Regions from separate parts of the Mus musculus genome. Here all the other regions are linked to region 3. Evidence: chromatin contacts called from public ChIA-PET, HiChIP or PLAC-seq and promoter capture Hi-C data. All regions are on one chromosome and are shown on one strand. The core of a region is the stretch at or near the end of the contact, and the rest is flanking DNA. Distances in the headings are between cores, read along the strand shown.

Region 1 (2,700 bases), core at 138-2,637, 540 kb after region 3:
AGGACAGAGAGAACCTGTCAATACATGAACACGCAAAGCTTTGCCAAAATCCTCAAGACTTTTAAAAACAAAAATATATAAGTGCTTTGTCCTTAGGTCCTAGCAATCTTCAGAAATGCCTCCACTGAAAATCTGCCCATAAACCTTGGTGCCCAAGGTATTTCCTTTCAGCATCATAAAGTGATATGGCTGGCTCATCAGAAAGCCTCAGGCAAGGGCCTGCGGTTCTCTCTATTAAAAAAGCCCAGTAGAGTGTTTTCTGTGGCACATTCACTTGAAACTCAATCTGCATCGCAGAGTAAATGGTTCCTTACTGAAGATATTTGGCATATATCTAGTTGGAAGATATTTGGCATATATCTAGTTGGAAGATATTTGGCATATATCTAGTTGGAAGATATTTGGCATATATCTAGTTGGAAGAAATGTGTCCTGAGACATTGATCTGGTTTTACTTTCAAAAGAAGTCAGCAATAAGTCTCCACTAAGCAGTAAACAAACCGTGATCAATCCTGGCTAAAAACAGTTTGTCACTGTCCGTCTACTAGGAAGAGTGCAGTCTTTGTGCAGTAATGGATTATACATTCAAACTCCAGAAAGGGGAAGTCTGTGGCCAAAGGACTAAGTCCAAATGTCTGTCATCTATGATGCCAAATGGGGTGCCCAAAAGATTATTGCAATGTGAGGTATCAGTTTTCATAGAAATTTATTAAGGGATTTTCTTAGGCTTCTATTGTATTAACTGCTTGGAAAAAAACTGTATTTCATAAAATTAAGGGCAGCCTCAATGATAAGAATATGGTTTTTTCCCAGAAATCCCATTTTAAAGGTATTATATTGTAACATATTCAGTTTTGCTTTATTTTTATATAGTTCCATACCACAGCAGGACAGATTTGTTCCTGGACATCATGTTTGTTATTGATAGGCTAGGTTTTTTAATTATTGCTGATCTAAAAAAAAAAAACTTTAAAGTCCTGTGTGTGTGTGTGTGTGTGTGTGTGTGTGTGTGTGTGTGTGTGTGTATGTGTGTGTGTGTGTCTCACATTATCAGATACTTAGCTGAATTCTATCAGGGGTGTATATCATTTTGGATGCCTAGGTTTATAATCACTTGTATGCATGATTTTTTTCTGAATTGGTTTGTTTTAGTTTAATTAGTCCTGTCTTTACTCATTGAACTTCAATTCATGTCTTTGTATATTAATAAGAGCATTTGAAAGAACATAAAATTGCACCAATAATAGCACCGACCTACAATTTATTTCTGATCTGAGTAGGATTTCTTATCTTTACAGGAAGAGGGCTAGATGGTGTGTGAGAATTCTGAATGCTGTGCATCTAGTTCTAAAGGCTGGGCACAATACTTCCCTCTCAGAGTAACATGAGACCAGGTCATCTCTGAGTTTCCCCTAAACTAAAACCACACAATGACTAACATAAAACCCTATGAGAGAAAGATGAACAGATCTTAATTCTGCATGTGTTTATATATTTTAATGTGTGTTTTACTTTTCTGCCCCTCTCCCTGCATCCCTAACTAGCCACTCTGGCTCGGGTTTTTGCAGAGTAGCTTACTGTTTCCTTATTCCTTTACATGGGGAGGTGTTAGGACTAATAACAGTTCAGACCCATCATCCAACCTGTCCTAAACAGGCAGACCGTGTCAAGTGAGTAGGTTCTAGCCCTCTAGTCTCTAACTTCACCAATTAGGAAATTATGGCTTGCAAGATTAAGTGACTAACCCAACTCACACACACACACACACACACACACACACACACACACACACACACACACAATAACCAGAATCCCAGCATCTGTTACAGGCAATGCAAACCTGGCCTTCACTATGGTATTACGCAATAATCTCCCCTTACTGAAGGTTCACTTCCTATAGTTTCAGTTACCCACAATTAACTGTATCCAAAACATATTTGATGGAAAATTCCAAAATTAAACAATTTTTGCTTTAAGTTGTGTAATGCTCCCAAAGGGTGAACTGTTACCCCATCCTATCCTGCTCTGCCTGGATCTACCACACCTGAGATGTGATAGACCCTTAGCTGATACATTCCTCAGCATACACTATCCACATAGCAGCCATCTTAGCTACCAGATCTATTAGTAGGGCACTGAAGTGTCTGTGTCCAGGTAATGTTATCACAATGCTTAAGTCATCAACCACACTTCATCCTATCCTTCTGACATTATATCATCATATATCAAAGCAGGGTATACTGGTTGGTTTTGTGTCAACTTGACACAAGCTGGAGTTATCACAGAGAAAGGAGCTTCAGTTGAGAAAATGCCTCCATGAGATACAGCTGTAAGGCACTTTCTCAATTAGTGATCAAGTGGGGAAGGCCCATTGTGGGTAGTGCCATCCATGAGCTGGTAGGTAGTCTTGGGTTCTATAAGAAAGCAAGCTGAGCAAGCCAGGGGAAGCAAGCCAGTAAATAACATCCCTCCATAGCCTCTGCATCAGCTCCTGCTTCCTGACCTGTTTGAGTTCCAGTCCTGACTTCCTTTGGTGATGAATAGCAGTATGGAAGTGTAAGCTAAATAAACCCTTTCCTCCCCAGCTTGCTTCTTGGTCATGATGTTTGTGCAGGAATAGAAACCCTGACTAAGACACAAGGGTACACACAGAACAATGTAATACCTTGAAACAAGAAAGCCATGTTATATAACTTTTAC
Region 2 (2,700 bases), core at 175-2,674, 590 kb after region 3:
TGCCCTCTTCTGGTGTATCTGAAGACAGCTACAGTGTACTTAAGTATAATAATAAATAAAAATCTTTTTAAAAAATAAAGAAAACTTAAAATATTTAATAAAATAAATAAAATTTTTAAATAAAATAAAATTTAATTAAAAATTAAAGTCAATTAAAGAAAAGGGGGCCATAACTTTGAGAGAGAATAGGTGGGTACCTGGGAGGGATTGGAGGGAGAAACAGGAAGGGGGAGATTGATGGAGTTATATTCTAATTTCTAGAAATAAAAAATTACAATAAATAAAGTTTAAAAGAAAAACAAAAACACTCAAATCTGCAGTTTTAAATAGCCACTGTTCTCAAATGTTCTCTGCCATGATTGTTGAATACTATTTTCCTTCATTGTCTCTCAACTCCAAAGTTCCCTGGTCTTCGTCCTTAAAAGGAGATGCAAGAAGAGACATGCTGCAGTCCGGAGAGAAAGGAAGAAGAAAGCGAAGATTGAAGAATCAGCAGCTAGTCTCCAAAACAGAAAGAGAGGCTGCCCCTGCCAGGCTGAGAGCAGAAAGAGGGCAGCCCCTCAGCCAAGGGAACTAACGCACAAGGAAAATAAAAGCCTTTTGGAATTTCCCTCTGTAATGAAGGGTTGGGTGTAAAAGCAAAATGACAACCAAGAAAATAGGACGCTCACTGAGCTGTCCCTGGGGCCAGAAGCAGCTTAGAACCTGTGTATCCTGGGGCACAGGAAAAAAGAGTGCACGTCCTGTTTTCTAGTTTTAATTTGTCTTTTTCTTATATCTTTACATATATATTGTATTATTTGTTTCATTAAACTTTCAGTGGGAAAAATTATATGGAAGAAAGCAAATTTCCTTCCAAAATCAGGCACGTAGCAGTTTAAGTGTGGGCTCTATGATCTCAGATCCTAGTTCTACTGTGCAAGTGTTTAAAGAGTTGACGCCCCTTGTCGGCTGATAGAGACAGTAAACAGACTGTGCGATCAGGGCCAGTAATTTCCAACAGACACTTAATAACTAAGTCAAGGAAGGGGGAGTGGGGAACAATTCTTTCCTTCTGGCAGAAGACTTAATATTTTTTATATTCTAAAACTATTTACAGTTCATATGGTTTCCAGACCCCCTCTCCCAAAGCAAGGGCCTCATCCCCCTGCCTAAGTGCCTCAGCATTCCACATGTGACTCCTCAGGCAGCCGGCCAGGAGAGCATTTGATTCTAAATGAAGCCTTAAATTTAGCAGTGTGAAGGGGAGGCCAATCTGAACACACATGCCTGGGAGGGACAAGGACACCAGATGGGGCCAGGGGCGAACACAAACTGTCAACCAGCCAATTCAAAACGCCTTGCTCGGAAGGCAAGGTCTGTGCAGGCCCCGCGGGCCATCTCTACCCTCCATGCCAGCGTCTAGAGCCAGGCAGACCTGGTAGTTTGCCCATCTGGCATGGAGCACAATTCTTCCTCCGTCCTTTGGAGTCCATTCCGTTCCCCCAGCAACATTCAGTTCCCGTCTCCTGGGATCTCCCCGCACTTCCTTATTTTAGTAACTGGTCAATTGCACCTGCGACTCATCTCAACAGCGAGGACATTTCCAAGCTTCTTTTGTCTTTAGGTCTAATTTAGAAGTCACTGGCCTGCTTTAAGTGTTCTCTGGACTGAGGGAACGAATCACTCCGAATACATGGCTTAAAGGAGTAGGATGGTCTGTTAGCAGGGTGTGCGCAAGAATGGAATCCCTCAGGAAAAGGGGGTAGGTCTGTCTGCTTTCCCTGCTAGCTTCCAGTAGCCCTTGAGTCCCTTCTTGTGGGGCTAGGTAGGTCGAATGCCTGCTACCTGCTCCCTCCTCCTCCTCCTCCTCCTCCTCCTCCTCCTCCTCCTCCTCCTCCTCCTCCTCCTCCTCCTCCCCTGTCCCTCTCCCTCCGCCCCCATATTGCCCTCTTTTCTCTATCTCAAGATATCTGTGGTTGAGTCTAGTATATACCCTGATCCAGGGTCATCTTACCTCAACATCTAAATTATACCTGCAAAAGTAAACAATTTTATTCTAAATAAGACCACACCCATAAGTTCTGTAGGTTGGAGGTTAGAAAGGCTGCCAGCATGGTAGAATATAGTAATACAATCACAATTGTATCTGAAAAGACCGTTGCACAGAGGAATAGAACAGAAAAGGCAAAGACAAGGGACACAAAACAACAGAATGTGTCAAATATAAATTAACTTGGATCTAGAAAGCAAGGTCAAAAGTAACTTCAGTGTTTCATTCATAAGCTTAACATTCCAACATTTCTATCCATAATAGACCATTCATCTGCTAATTTAAAATTCATGGAGAAAATTAACCCACTAAGCATATCTCAGGGACCTGAAGGCAGAACGATCCAATAGTAGAAACTTTTAGGAAGAAGCCTTGATGCAAGTGAGCAATCAACCAAATACTATCAAAAAACATCTTTTCAGTATAGACAATCTTTGAGCTTGGATTGAAACAAGACTACATTTCTAAAGTTAATAGTCTCACCACCCCCCAAGATCTCTGGAGTTTTGGCTTGGGTTTTCTGAACCCTCAATCTAATACTTTTTATAAAGGAGAGATACAATAGGGCCTGCTGCATGAGTAAGTCCCATTGTTGTCTATAATAAGAGAATCAGGTTACAACAGGAATGGGATCCAATTGGAGCCAAGAACAATTCGAGCCTTACTGA
Region 3 (2,700 bases), core at 137-2,636:
TTTTAAAAATTGCAAATGATTTACAGATTCATCTATACAAAGATGTTACACCATTACCTCAAAATAAAAATATTAATGCTTTGAGAATGTGACACTTAAAAGAAAAGAGGGCCTGGAGAGATGGCTCAGAGGTTGAGAGCACTGACTGCTCTTCCAGAGGTCCTGAGTTCAATTCCCAGCAACCACATGTGGCTCACAATCATCTGTAATGGGATCTGGTGCCCTCTTCTGGTGTGCCTGAAGACAGTGTACTCATATACATAAAATAAATAAACCTCAAAATTAAAAAAAGAAAAGAAAAGAAAAGAAAAAAGACGACCCAGACTTCTCCAAGCATGTACACCACAGCTTGCACTATCATCGGATTTTTCTAAAAACCGAACAATTGCTTCCCAATTAAGAAACAAAACTGACACTAATTTTGGGATCAAGATAATTTTCTTAGTTCTTACACAGGCATGCGTTTTGGACTATCAACATAAATCATGGGGTACAGTTTAAAACCTGTAAATCCATTCACAATTAAACCTTAAATGGAAAAGAAATCACCAATCAAACTAGGCAAGTTTGTTTACTTTTATGCCATTGATGATTCAAACACGGATGCTGGGAAATTTCTTAAATCAAGGAAAAAGATCATTGGTTCCAATTCCCTTAACCCCTACCTTTCCCCAGTCCAACCAAACAAAAAGCAAATCTTTCTTCGGAGCTTGTCATGTTTTAGAGGACGGGACGAGTCGTTTAACTACTCCTCCTACTCTTGCTCTGAGCCTTAACCTGGGACCCAAACTGACCCTGGGCGAGACTCTTAGGCTGTTTTGGGGGAGACTCCCGAGTTTCGCAGTCAGGTCTGGGAGCAGGATGGACCACCCCCCTCTTCCAGTTTTCACTCTTCCAGCATCTGGCACCGGCTCAGGTCCAGAGTGGAGAAGAGATGGGCCCCCTAGGGCCCAGACCTAAGCGCCGGGCCGTGGAGGCTCGGTGGCGGGCAGAGAGGCGCCGAGAACCGGCCGCGGCCAGTCACCCGCGCTATCCCTGGGCCCAGCGTCCAGGGCGGCCCCGCCGCCTCTCTCCCTCTCTTCCCAGGCCCCACAGGCCCGCGACGCCAGGCGAGGAGGGAAACCTGTCCCTGGGCAGGGCGGAACCGGGCCGACGAGCCCCGGGAGGGAGCTGCAGCCTCTCGGCCTTGGCACCACCGCCACATCCCACTTCCAGCCCCCGCCCGCTCCCTGCGCCTCACCAGGTCGTAGTCCTCCTCATCATCGCACATGAAATCATCCTCCATGTCAGACATCTTGGCCGGAGGGGGGAGGGGGAGAGGAGAAATTAGAGACAGCCTCCTCCCACAGTGCTCCGCGGCCCAGAAGCGTCACTCCCGAGTCTCCTCGTCTTCCGGTCTCTCCAGGAGAAGATAAAGCTCATTCCGGAACTAAAGCGCTCGACCCTGAGATGATTTACTACGGCTCCCAAAGGGAGGGCACAGCCGGCTCTTCCTGAGCGACAGTTTGTGTCTTAGCAACTAAGCGTAGCAACTACGAAATCGGGCGTTGCGGGTCCTATCTGAGGGGCTTCGAAAACCTTCTAGCTGTATCCAGCGTCCTAGGTGAGGGAACTGTCTCCTTCCTTGCCTGGGACTCTGGAACCGTCTGTTTCTAATGAAACATGCCCGACCTATCTGAAAGGTAGCGTGCCTCTACCATTGTTATCTATGTGTTTTCTTTCAACACCCTGTAGTGGTGTTTTTACAGTGGTGTATTTACAGCAACACAATTGTCTAGTAAAGTTATGTTTGTAGTTAACAAAAACAGTTCTGTGGATATCCCGGTTTGGATATGCACTAATCAATTGTTCAATTATTTAATGAATCACAAACGTGCATTAACTGCTTTTAGGATGAAATGAAAGTAACAGTTGGTGACAGATTTTTTAAAAATGCATTGTCGCAGAAAACCATTAGAGTTCAGAGTGAAGAAAAATGTGGAAATAAGGCAATCCCCCTTTTTGGAGAAACCTTCCAAATTCTGTACACAAATGCTATAAAGTTATAAAGTAGATATAGGTTAGAATTTAGGCCCAATTGTTATCTATACAGATGAATTAAACATGCCCAAATTACCAAAGGTAAAAACAAAAAAACAAAACCAAATCAAACAAAATTACCTGATTTTATCTTCATCATGCACAGCTGATGTTGAGCACAGTTCAGCATTAACATTCACACCTTCGGGTTGAATCCTTACAGACCCCGCTTGGCTGTGCTCCAGTGACTTCTGAAGTTGTACCTGATGTCATTACCAGCTTTTCTCTGAATCCACTGGAGAACAGGATACTTTTGGTTTTGTTTCTAAGCCAGAAATTGCTTGGTTCTAAAAATCTTGTCAGAAGACGTTAAGGTCAACGATTGTATTATTTTTATATTGAAAACACTGTGAACACAATTTATAGCTGTACATTCAGAATGTTAAAAAATAAGTCTTCAAACGATTTTGCATTGTATATCATTAACATTGATTTTTTTTTCTTTTTTTATGTTTTGAGCTGGGGGAAGAACTTAGCCTTGTGTGTGTTAGGTAAATGTTCTATTGCTGGGCTATCCCTCTAGCCTAACACCTAATTGTTACTTAGGAAAATATTAGAAGAAGGAATTTCAGATGGCTTAAAGAAGTAACCATTCAAGGAAACATCATTTTGGTCACAGTT
Region 4 (2,700 bases), core at 176-2,675, 920 kb after region 3:
TCCCCCAGCAAAACAAGGAACACTACCTCTTCCTGGCAGGGTTACTGCGAGGGCCATGCAGGTGCCATGCAAGGTGCTTAGCTTAGATCACATAATAAATGATATCTTTTAAAAGAATACAACATAGCCAGTTATTGGTGGTGCAAACCTTTGATCCTAGCGTTCAGGAGGCAGCAGCAGGGGGGATCTCTGAGTCTGAGGCTAACCTGGTGTACAGAGTGGGTTCTAGAACGAATAGCTAAGGCTACACAGAGAAACCCTGTGTCCAAAAAAAGACAAGTGTATATTTATACACACACACACATATGTATATATACTTATATACACATACACATGTGTGTATATATGTCTATGTGTGTATGTATATATGTATATATACATCTATGTACCTGTATAGTATGTATACACGTATATTTACATGTATACACACATATATACATATATATGTATACACACATATACAGATATACGTGCATACACACACACACACACACACACACACACACACAGCTTGGGTTCTGAAGAGATGGCTCAGCAGTTAAGAGCATTTCTGCTGTTCTTTCAGAAGATCCTGGCTCACTTCCCAGCAACCACATGGCAGCTCACAACCATTTGTGTCTCCAGTTCCAAGGGATCTAATGCCCTCTTCTGGCCTCCAAGAGCACTGCTTTGGTGTGCTTAAATTGTCAGCAAAGCATTCATATACATAAAATAAAATCTTTAAAAGAATAAATGACTTAATGTGGAGAGACGGGACTGGAGCATCTGCCCAGCATGCAGAGATGGGAAATACTGCAGGCTCCAGGAGGCCTCCTTGATCTGCACAGCTCCCTCTTATCTGACCGATTCAGTAGGGCCGCTCACCACCTTTGTCCTTTATTACCTTTCTTCCCACAGACTGAATCTGAAATCCAGGCCCCACCGCTCAGCGGCCTCACTCAGTGCCTCTGCTCAGTTTCACCCATCTGAAAAGTGTGCCATTCTCACTTTTACTCAGTGATGTCACGGAGGCCCTGAGCTGACTGATCAGGGAGTACATGTATGTTATCTCTTCTGGGTCCTTCATGGGTCAAATCTGGCAGAGCCCTCCCAAATGCAACAGGTGCCATGCCCCCTCTAGGTAAGCCCTCCCCCAGCCCCCCACTCCTGAGGTTATCTATAAAGGCACAGGACATAGAGGCTCACAGGTTGTAGTAGGCACCGAAGTCGTCTGCAGGGACCGGCCGATGAGACGCCATGTCAATGAAGCACATCAGGCTTTCACTTCTACTCACGAGCTACCTTTGATCCTTTTAACTTCATTTCTCCAGGACTGCTCCCTGGCTTGTTTTTGGTTTTGAACCGTTTGAATGCCCCCCTCCCCCCTTTGTGTTGTTGCTGTCTGATTTCACTTGACTCAGGCCCAGTTCTTCTTGGATCCTCCCCTGCATCACAATTGTCACCCTTCATACCAAGGTTCTAACGTGTTGTCAAGGGATACCATTATTTGTTTGTTTGAAATGCTTCTGAAAGATCAACTTTCTGAGAACGAATTGTCCACATCACAGCTCTCCCTCTATTTCTGGGTTTCTCACACACAAGCACACAGAGATGTTCACCCTCTGGATTTGGGGACAGTGTGTGGCAACACTGCTCCCATGAACCCTAGAGGGACATCTCTTCCCCTATGGAGGAGGTAGTGAGATTTTTCTCATCCCGATGCATACACAGTGAGGTCACCAGAATTGTTTATTCTTGGGATGGAGACACAGCTGGATATGGGCACATACCCATAGTACACAGGCTGTTAGGGTTTTACTGCTGTGGACAGACACCATGACCAAGGCAACTCTTCTAAGGACAACATTTAAATGGGGCTGGCTTACAGTTTTAGAGGTTCAGTCCATTATCATCAAGGTGGAGAACAAGGGCATGTCCTGGCAGACATGGTGCAGGAGGAGCTGAGAGTTCTATATCTTCATCTGAAGGACACTAGAAGACTGGCTCCCATGTAGTTAGGAGAAAAGAATCATTGCCCACCCCCACAATGACACATTTCCTCCAACAAGGCCACACCTCCTAATAGGCCAAGCATATTTAAACCACCACACAGGCTTATTATAGGATTTACAAGCTGTGGCCTCTGGGGCACACATGGTTTTCTGAACTCAGACTTTTCCACTGGAGGAAAAGGATGGCATCCTCAGTTCTAACTAAAAGCATGGGGCTGTGACCTGGGAAAGCACCCGTGCTGGGGCCTTGCCTCTGGAGTGCCTAGTTGCTGCTGGCCTGCTCTCTGAGCAGATCTACTGGGTCAGCCAAGCACCAGCAGAGAGCAGGCAGAGAGCCCTTAGGATCAGTTTATCCCAGGTAGGGTACTGAAGACAGGCTGAAGGAAAAATACTCTCAAAGTCCAACTTCATAGAGCAATGAGTTTCAGTGGGGTCAGTTAGGGCATATGGGTGGAGAGATCAGGAGCAAATAGGACTCAGCTGTGTCACCGAAGACCCCAGTATGAGTGACAGCTCATGAAAGCTGGGCTCCAGGAGCACACACAGCCTGCAGGCACTCAACAGATTGCAGTGTCCTTTCTAGGCCTTTTAGTCGTAAGCCACACACTGCAACACACACCACATGACATCGATCTCTCTCACACACTATGCCAAACCACCCGGCAACACACACAATGACTAAGAAATATACATTAGATCCATAATGATG
Region 5 (2,700 bases), core at 112-2,611, 570 kb after region 3:
ATTGAAGCATAACTCTCCACAGCTGACGGCTGGCGTGAGTGCGGCCGGGAAGGGCTCAGTCCTATTTGAGAGGCAGGTGTCACAGTTTGACCATGCTCCAGTGAGTTCACAGATAACGCAAATTGGGCTTAAGGGGGTTCTATTCATTTTTATTTTTACTTTTTTTATTTTACCTCCCTGAAGGGAGATCATAAGGGTGGAAGGACTGAGAAATGAGTTTGATCAGTGTGCGTGATGTGAAATTTCCAGGGAATCAATAGAAATGTTATATTGGGAAAACAAAACAAAACAAAAAAAGAGCAGTGGTGACCAGTGCTATAAAACCAAGTTTTGAAGGTAATATGTCCCAGTTAGACTCCAAAAAATACTAAAATAAGATCCAAAATTCTGCTACATTTTACTGAATAAAACATCTAAAGATGTCAAAAGGGGGAGGAAGAAAATACATCACAGTTCACTTTTAGAATTCTGGCTGGTTTTGTTTTTTTCTCAAATTAAAATTCTTATTTAAAAATAAATGTAATTCTGGAGGATTCATCTAAAAAGAACTGACCTAAGTTTCAGCAACTTATGAAACTTTAGCCTAACAAACCTCTACGTGTATCTGAAAGGTTGACAGTCCAAGTCTCTAAAATCTTTTATTTAGAAAGACATTATAATGGCTTTATCTTCAAGTCTTAGATTTTAAGTTCAAAATCAACCCACTCAGTTAATTGTCTGGGTTGTTTAAATTATCAAAAACGGGGGGCGGGGGGGACAATGAGAGTTGTTTAAATGAAGGCTCCATGATAGCTCCCAGAGGAACAAACGCCCCTGCATCCTGGTGACTCTCTCAGCTCTGAAGGAATCACCACAGAAGCCAGTCAAGGCAGAAACTGCTTTGTGAGCCCCTCGGTGTGTTCCATGCAAACCCCCTCAGAGAATATGTCCATCTGGGGCCCACTCTTACACTAACGCTCACCTAATCCTGACCCAAAAAAAAAAAAAGAATCTGTGCTGGGGGGTAGATTCGCCTTGATCTCCGGTCATATGTTCCAGTTTCACCATGTCCTGGCAGACGGCATGCTAGCGGTAAAGGTGAATGCCCTTTGGAGCTACGGCTATCATCTTAAGGATAGAAAGATAACTTTAAACACAAGCTAAAATTCCTTATTGTAATAATGCATAATTAGAACTCTTTATGGTGCATGGATAAAGATGCCTGTTGGTATCTGGTGTAGCTTTTCCTCAGAGCTCTGTGTAGATGGTAATGCAATGTCACTGTTCAATATTGAATCTGGCTGTGTTTAATGCTTCCTCTGCAGTAAACCAGGGGCAGAGCCACCTCAACCTCAGACAAGCGACTAAGGTTCCACTGCCACCTAGTGGCTAAGGTCTCTTAACCAGCACTCACCCAACTTAGACTGGAACACGGGAGTACCTTAACCCTCCTGTCTAACTTTCCCTACTCTGTCTCCCTGGAAACCTACCCTCCTACCTCTTCCTAAACCCTCTCATGTCACCTTTGATATCGCTGACCATTCCTCTCCTCACTCACACCCTCTTCTCTTCCCTACTGCTAACATCTTCCTTGGAGGCTTTTTTTAGTTATCATTAAAGAGTGTGTGTGGGAGAACAAGATTGATGGTGTCCATCCAGCAGAGTAAGTTGTGAAAGGCATCTAGCACACAGTTAGAGTTAGACTTTCTAAGGCACTCTGCAATAATCCTGAAAGGGAACGGGCAAAGAATTATAGCAATAGCCTTGCTAGTCCTTGGTCAAGCTTTTGTCAGAGGTGGTGGGCTAGTAGTGTGAGCAAACTACCGAGAGGCCATAGCAGAGACATACAACAGGGAGAGAAAGTGTGATTGTCCAGATGCCTAGCTGGACCAGGCCAACGCCACCTTCCATTATCCCCTAGTCTTTTCTTTTATCAGTTATTGGTGGAAGGATTCAGCTATGACTCCACATAGGAAGCAGCATGCAGCATGCTCCAACACAAACACCTTTCCCCCAGCCTTCCTGGGCAAGAGAAAAACCCGAGCAGATACCCAGTGGAAGCTTAAAGGCAGTATTCCCATCCGAAGAAACTTGAGAATAATCTACTGGATATCTTTGAGGCCTCAGAGCCAAATACATTGTCTCCAGGGTTCATTGGGTGTAAATGTTCGTTAAGTTAAAGAAGAAAAGAAAACACTGAGGAATAGTATCAATCCACAGCCATGAAATTTCTTAAGAACTTATAAAAAACACTCTCATAACTTAATCAATTCATTGCCTATGCAAATCTGTGAGGGAAAAGGGAAAGGGACTCCCCTATATCCAGCAGAGGCCATCAGAGGTCATGGTGAGTGTCAACAACCCACTTGAAGAGCCTGAGACTAGAGTGTTGGCATCATCCTTGAAAATGCTCCAGGATTAAGTTGTGGGACTAGAAAAATGCCACCGCCCTGATCAAGACTAGTACTCTGCTGTGGTGGCCCCTGGGTTCTAGGATGACATCTGTGAGAAACAGAAATGTTTCTCAGACATGCTTTGCTCGGTATGTCTGTTTTGTCTGCTGCTGTTCAGAACATCCAGGTGTGTGAGTGCTGGGATACCAGAGCCATAACAGAGGGAAAGATGCATTTGTGGGGCGATTGTGAGCATCGCTTTGGGAGCTCCCAGGACTTTCTAGACTGCAGAGCTCTTCGTCTTGGCTGTCATGCACATTATCCTTAC
Region 6 (2,700 bases), core at 15-2,514, 620 kb after region 3:
AAAGAACGTCCCACTCATCGAGCCAGAATGTTTTGGGGAGTGCTCCGCACTAACCCTTTCAACTACTATGTCATTAACAGTAATGTCACACAAAGACACATAAACACTCAATTAGTTCTGAACCAGCTCATCTGTGAAGTATTAAAACTGAACTTTAATTCCTAAATAGCTTATTTTGTCTATGAAAAAATGGATTATTCGGGGGGCGGGGAGGAGACTGACTCATAACTATATGCTCAGTACTAGAAAGCTAAGACAAGAGGATTGTTGTGAATTTCAGACCAACCTAGTCTCCATAGTGAGTTCCAGGCCAATCTGAGCTACACAGTAAGATCTTGTCTCAAAAAACAAAAATGACAACTTTTTAGAAGTATATTTTCAGCGGTTCTCTCCACAAACCAGTATGTATAATAAACAAGGTATATGTGAATGCACTTGGTTTAACCATTCCACTACTTAAACATATTTCAAAATATTTTATCATAAATATTTACAAAGAAGAAACATAGTCACATGAACAATACAACAAAATCTAAGCATTGGTTTCCTAATTAGTTACTGATTAGATACTGAATTAGATACCAGATTTTTGCATGAATATTTTGATTGATCTTCAACCTACAAAATATAAGATATGACAGTTACTGTGATTTTAGCAATCTGATCATAGAACCATATTGTTTGAGCTGATAAAACTGCAAAACATGATGAAAAACCACTTGGTGACGGTTGGAGAGAGTGGTTTTCCCGTTAGCTTCAAAATTGTTGCTAAGTTGCCCCACTTTTTTCACATGATGGTTTTGCCCTGTTTCATAAGGGCAGTGACTACAAAGAAAACTGAATTTGTGGTTCTCTTCACTGGGGCGGTTACCTTTCTTCCTCTTGCGTCTTTTCAGTTGTTAAGTCTTAACTGAAATCCATCCGGAAGCAGCCAACCTCTAACAGGACTCTGAAATCCTACCATCGGGGATCACCTATCCTAATTCTTCTAATTCCAACTGTATATTATCTCACAGAAAATATTTTAAGATTTCTAAAACTATGGCCCAAAAGAAAGCTTTCTTTTCTTAGGTTGTTTCTTTCGGGTATTTATTTATCCAGTCACAACAATGACAGGAACCCTTCTACATTGACACTTGGACGTATAAAGTGAAGTAACTTAAAGTCAAAAACATTACTTTACAAAAGGGGTGATTCATGGCTAACACAGCAGGATGTCTCCCAACCCACACAATATCATCCTGCTGCATTATCACAATTCAATACAGTCCCTGGGTACAACTTCCCAATGACTATCCGTGGGAGGAACCAGATATCTTCTTTATACGGGACACATTGCAGTGGCTGCTGAGGCAGTCTTGAGCAAGTAGAACCCAAATGTAGTTGCTAATCATAAGAGTAGCATTCCCTACAGGTGTGACTTAACTGCACTGGTCAAGTTCTGTCAGAGTCTTGGACCAGGTCACAAAGTTCAATTAGACTATGAACCTCTACATCAGTAGTTCTTGACCTGTAGGTAGAGACCCCTTTGGGAGGTCAAACAACCCTTTCACAGTGGTCACCTAAGACCATCTGAAAACACAGATATTTGCATTATGATTCGTAACAGTAGCAAAACTACAGTTATGAAGAGGCAACAAAAATAATTTTGCAGTTGGAGGTCACCATAATATGAGGAGTTGTATTAAAGGGTCACAGCATTAGGAGGGTTGAAGAATGATTTTTCTGTGTTATTATGTGTTCTTTGAGAGATGTGCTAGATAGTTGGAAGAATGTGACCGTTGCATGTTTGCCTTCAAGATCTTTACCAATGCAACCAAGTTTGTGTTTAGTACAGCAACTACACGCTAGGTGCATGATGTTGACCATCAGAACCTCTCCAATCTTATCATGCAGTGAATCGAGCCTGTGATACTTCCTGTGTATATAAGGTTTGTATGATTTTATATTCATTGCAATGTTGTTAACATTTGTTGGCATTTAACATGCCAAGTTTATAGTAATCTGTGCATCTAATCCTGTAAAGTTGCACCTCCATGTTTAAAGTCTGACCTCATACAAAGTTTCCTACATTCCTAAGATGTAGAGGACACTGCTAGACAATGACAGTCTATGGCTGGGTAATATAGAATATATCCTAAGGTCAGTGATGAGTTTGAAAGTAAGGCACCATAATTTGGAAATAATATTTTGCATGCCATGTATAGCCTGATGGATTGTCAAAGAGGAGGAAGATTAAAATCACTTTCTTAAGGTCTTCCAGCTGGTCGTGATCAACAGGGTTTCCCCGTAGCTCTCAGTCCCCTTGGAGCCCACCTTTAGAACCAATTAGCCACCCATTTCCTGAGCTGCTCCCTTCCCTAAACTTCCACCTTACTCTTCCCTGTTCTCCTCAGTCATTGCTCCCCTCCCCTCCGCAGGCTCCCTCCTTCCTTCTGTCTCATCAGCCCCAAGTGTCTGCCCCTCGCTGCACAGCCAGCCATCACCACAACTTCCCCTTTTCTTTCAATATCGCACATCTCCTCCTAAGTACAACAAAGTTCTAAATCTACAACTCTTGCCACACCAGGGTTCTGCTCAGCACTAAGCTGCAGTTTATTTAATCTGTAGGCCACGAATAACTCTATTTTATTTGGTGGCTCCCCAGCTACTAGGAGTCTGTCACCCATATACAAACTACAGGGCCTGCCTTGCCTTTGC

What was found. Promoter capture Hi-C pulls out the DNA fragments that hold promoters and counts their contacts. ChIA-PET counts read pairs in DNA pulled down with a chosen protein or histone mark. HiChIP or PLAC-seq counts read pairs in DNA pulled down with a chosen protein or histone mark.
Region 1: a promoter capture Hi-C map of the HPC-7 cell line shows a contact between it and region 3, with 5 times the contacts expected there. The contact joins the enhancer-like site here to the promoter of Cops2 in region 3. A contact is called at or near these places in 6 of 39 promoter capture datasets (the HPC-7 cell line, cranial neural crest, embryonic stem cells and 2 more), 7 of 115 datasets of contacts at active chromatin or transcription factors (cardiomyocytes, embryonic stem cells, fetal liver and 3 more) and 2 of 9 other capture datasets (embryonic stem cells and macrophages).
Region 2: an H3K27ac HiChIP or PLAC-seq map of cardiomyocytes shows a contact between it and region 3, with 6 times the contacts expected there. The contact joins the enhancer-like site here to the promoter of Cops2 in region 3. A contact is called at or near these places in 11 of 39 promoter capture datasets (the 3T3-L1 cell line, 3T3-L1-derived adipocytes, cancer-associated fibroblasts and 7 more) and 12 of 115 datasets of contacts at active chromatin or transcription factors (the SCID.adh cell line, astrocytes, bone marrow-derived macrophages and 7 more).
Region 4: an H3K4me3 HiChIP or PLAC-seq map of bone marrow-derived macrophages shows a contact between it and region 3, with 5 times the contacts expected there. The contact joins the promoter of Usp50 here to the promoter of Cops2 in region 3. A contact is called at or near these places in 8 of 39 promoter capture datasets (3T3-L1-derived adipocytes, the C10 cell line, the HPC-7 cell line and 4 more), 3 of 115 datasets of contacts at active chromatin or transcription factors (bone marrow-derived macrophages, large pre-B cells and stem cell-derived neural progenitor cells) and 1 of 9 other capture datasets (adipose tissue).
Region 5: a contact with region 3 is called in a promoter capture Hi-C map of HPC-7-derived erythroid cells, with 7 times the contacts expected there. The contact joins the enhancer-like site here to the promoter of Cops2 in region 3. A contact is called at or near these places in 12 of 39 promoter capture datasets (the 3T3-L1 cell line, 3T3-L1-derived adipocytes, the HPC-7 cell line and 8 more), 1 of 484 Hi-C or Micro-C datasets (embryonic fibroblasts), 8 of 115 datasets of contacts at active chromatin or transcription factors (bone marrow-derived macrophages, differentiating embryonic stem cells, embryonic stem cells and 2 more) and 3 of 9 other capture datasets (adipose tissue, liver and macrophages).
Region 6: a contact with region 3 is called in an RNA polymerase II ChIA-PET map of memory CD8 T cells, with 17 read pairs. The contact joins the enhancer-like site here to the promoter of Cops2 in region 3. A contact is called at or near these places in 7 of 39 promoter capture datasets (the 3T3-L1 cell line, the HPC-7 cell line, cancer-associated fibroblasts and 4 more) and 9 of 115 datasets of contacts at active chromatin or transcription factors (the SCID.adh cell line, bone marrow-derived macrophages, differentiating embryonic stem cells and 6 more).

What each region holds. Positions count from the first base shown.
Region 1 is chr2:126,397,829-126,400,528 of GRCm38.p6, forward strand. The region is part of intron 12 of Atp8b4 (ATPase, class I, type 8B, member 4); the gene reads right to left. Among named protein-coding and RNA genes, the nearest start is that of Atp8b4, 92 kb to the right of the region's middle. Within about 2 kb of position 1,388, at least 7 of the 459 cell types and tissues checked have an H3K27ac peak or open chromatin away from gene starts, as enhancers often do. A contact at or near this core is called in the HPC-7 cell line, where this site is marked.
Region 2 is chr2:126,449,432-126,452,131 of GRCm38.p6, forward strand. The region is part of intron 6 of Atp8b4 (ATPase, class I, type 8B, member 4); the gene reads right to left. Among named protein-coding and RNA genes, the nearest start is that of Atp8b4, 41 kb to the right of the region's middle. Within about 2 kb of position 1,425, at least 44 of the 459 cell types and tissues checked have an H3K27ac peak or open chromatin away from gene starts, as enhancers often do. A contact at or near this core is called in cardiomyocytes, heart atrium, neural stem cells and 1 more, where this site is marked.
Region 3 is chr2:125,857,696-125,860,395 of GRCm38.p6, forward strand. Cops2 (COP9 signalosome subunit 2) reads right to left here and starts at 1,387. Exons shown (of 13, transcript NM_009939.3): 1 at 1,241-1,387. The coding sequence starts at 1,294. It also overlaps a transcript of Galk2 not described here.
Region 4 is chr2:126,782,035-126,784,734 of GRCm38.p6, forward strand. It overlaps Usp50 (ubiquitin specific peptidase 50), which reads right to left and starts at 1,426. Exons shown (of 7, transcript NM_029163.3): 1 at 1,186-1,426. The coding sequence starts at 1,253.
Region 5 is chr2:126,428,105-126,430,804 of GRCm38.p6, forward strand. The region is part of intron 7 of Atp8b4 (ATPase, class I, type 8B, member 4); the gene reads right to left. Among named protein-coding and RNA genes, the nearest start is that of Atp8b4, 62 kb to the right of the region's middle. Within about 2 kb of position 1,362, at least 18 of the 459 cell types and tissues checked have an H3K27ac peak or open chromatin away from gene starts, as enhancers often do.
Region 6 is chr2:126,473,412-126,476,111 of GRCm38.p6, forward strand. All of the region lies in intron 3 of Atp8b4 (ATPase, class I, type 8B, member 4), which reads right to left. Among named protein-coding and RNA genes, the nearest start is that of Atp8b4, 17 kb to the right of the region's middle. Within about 2 kb of position 1,265, at least 92 of the 459 cell types and tissues checked have an H3K27ac peak or open chromatin away from gene starts, as enhancers often do. A contact at or near this core is called in the HPC-7 cell line, the SCID.adh cell line, bone marrow-derived macrophages and 2 more, where this site is marked.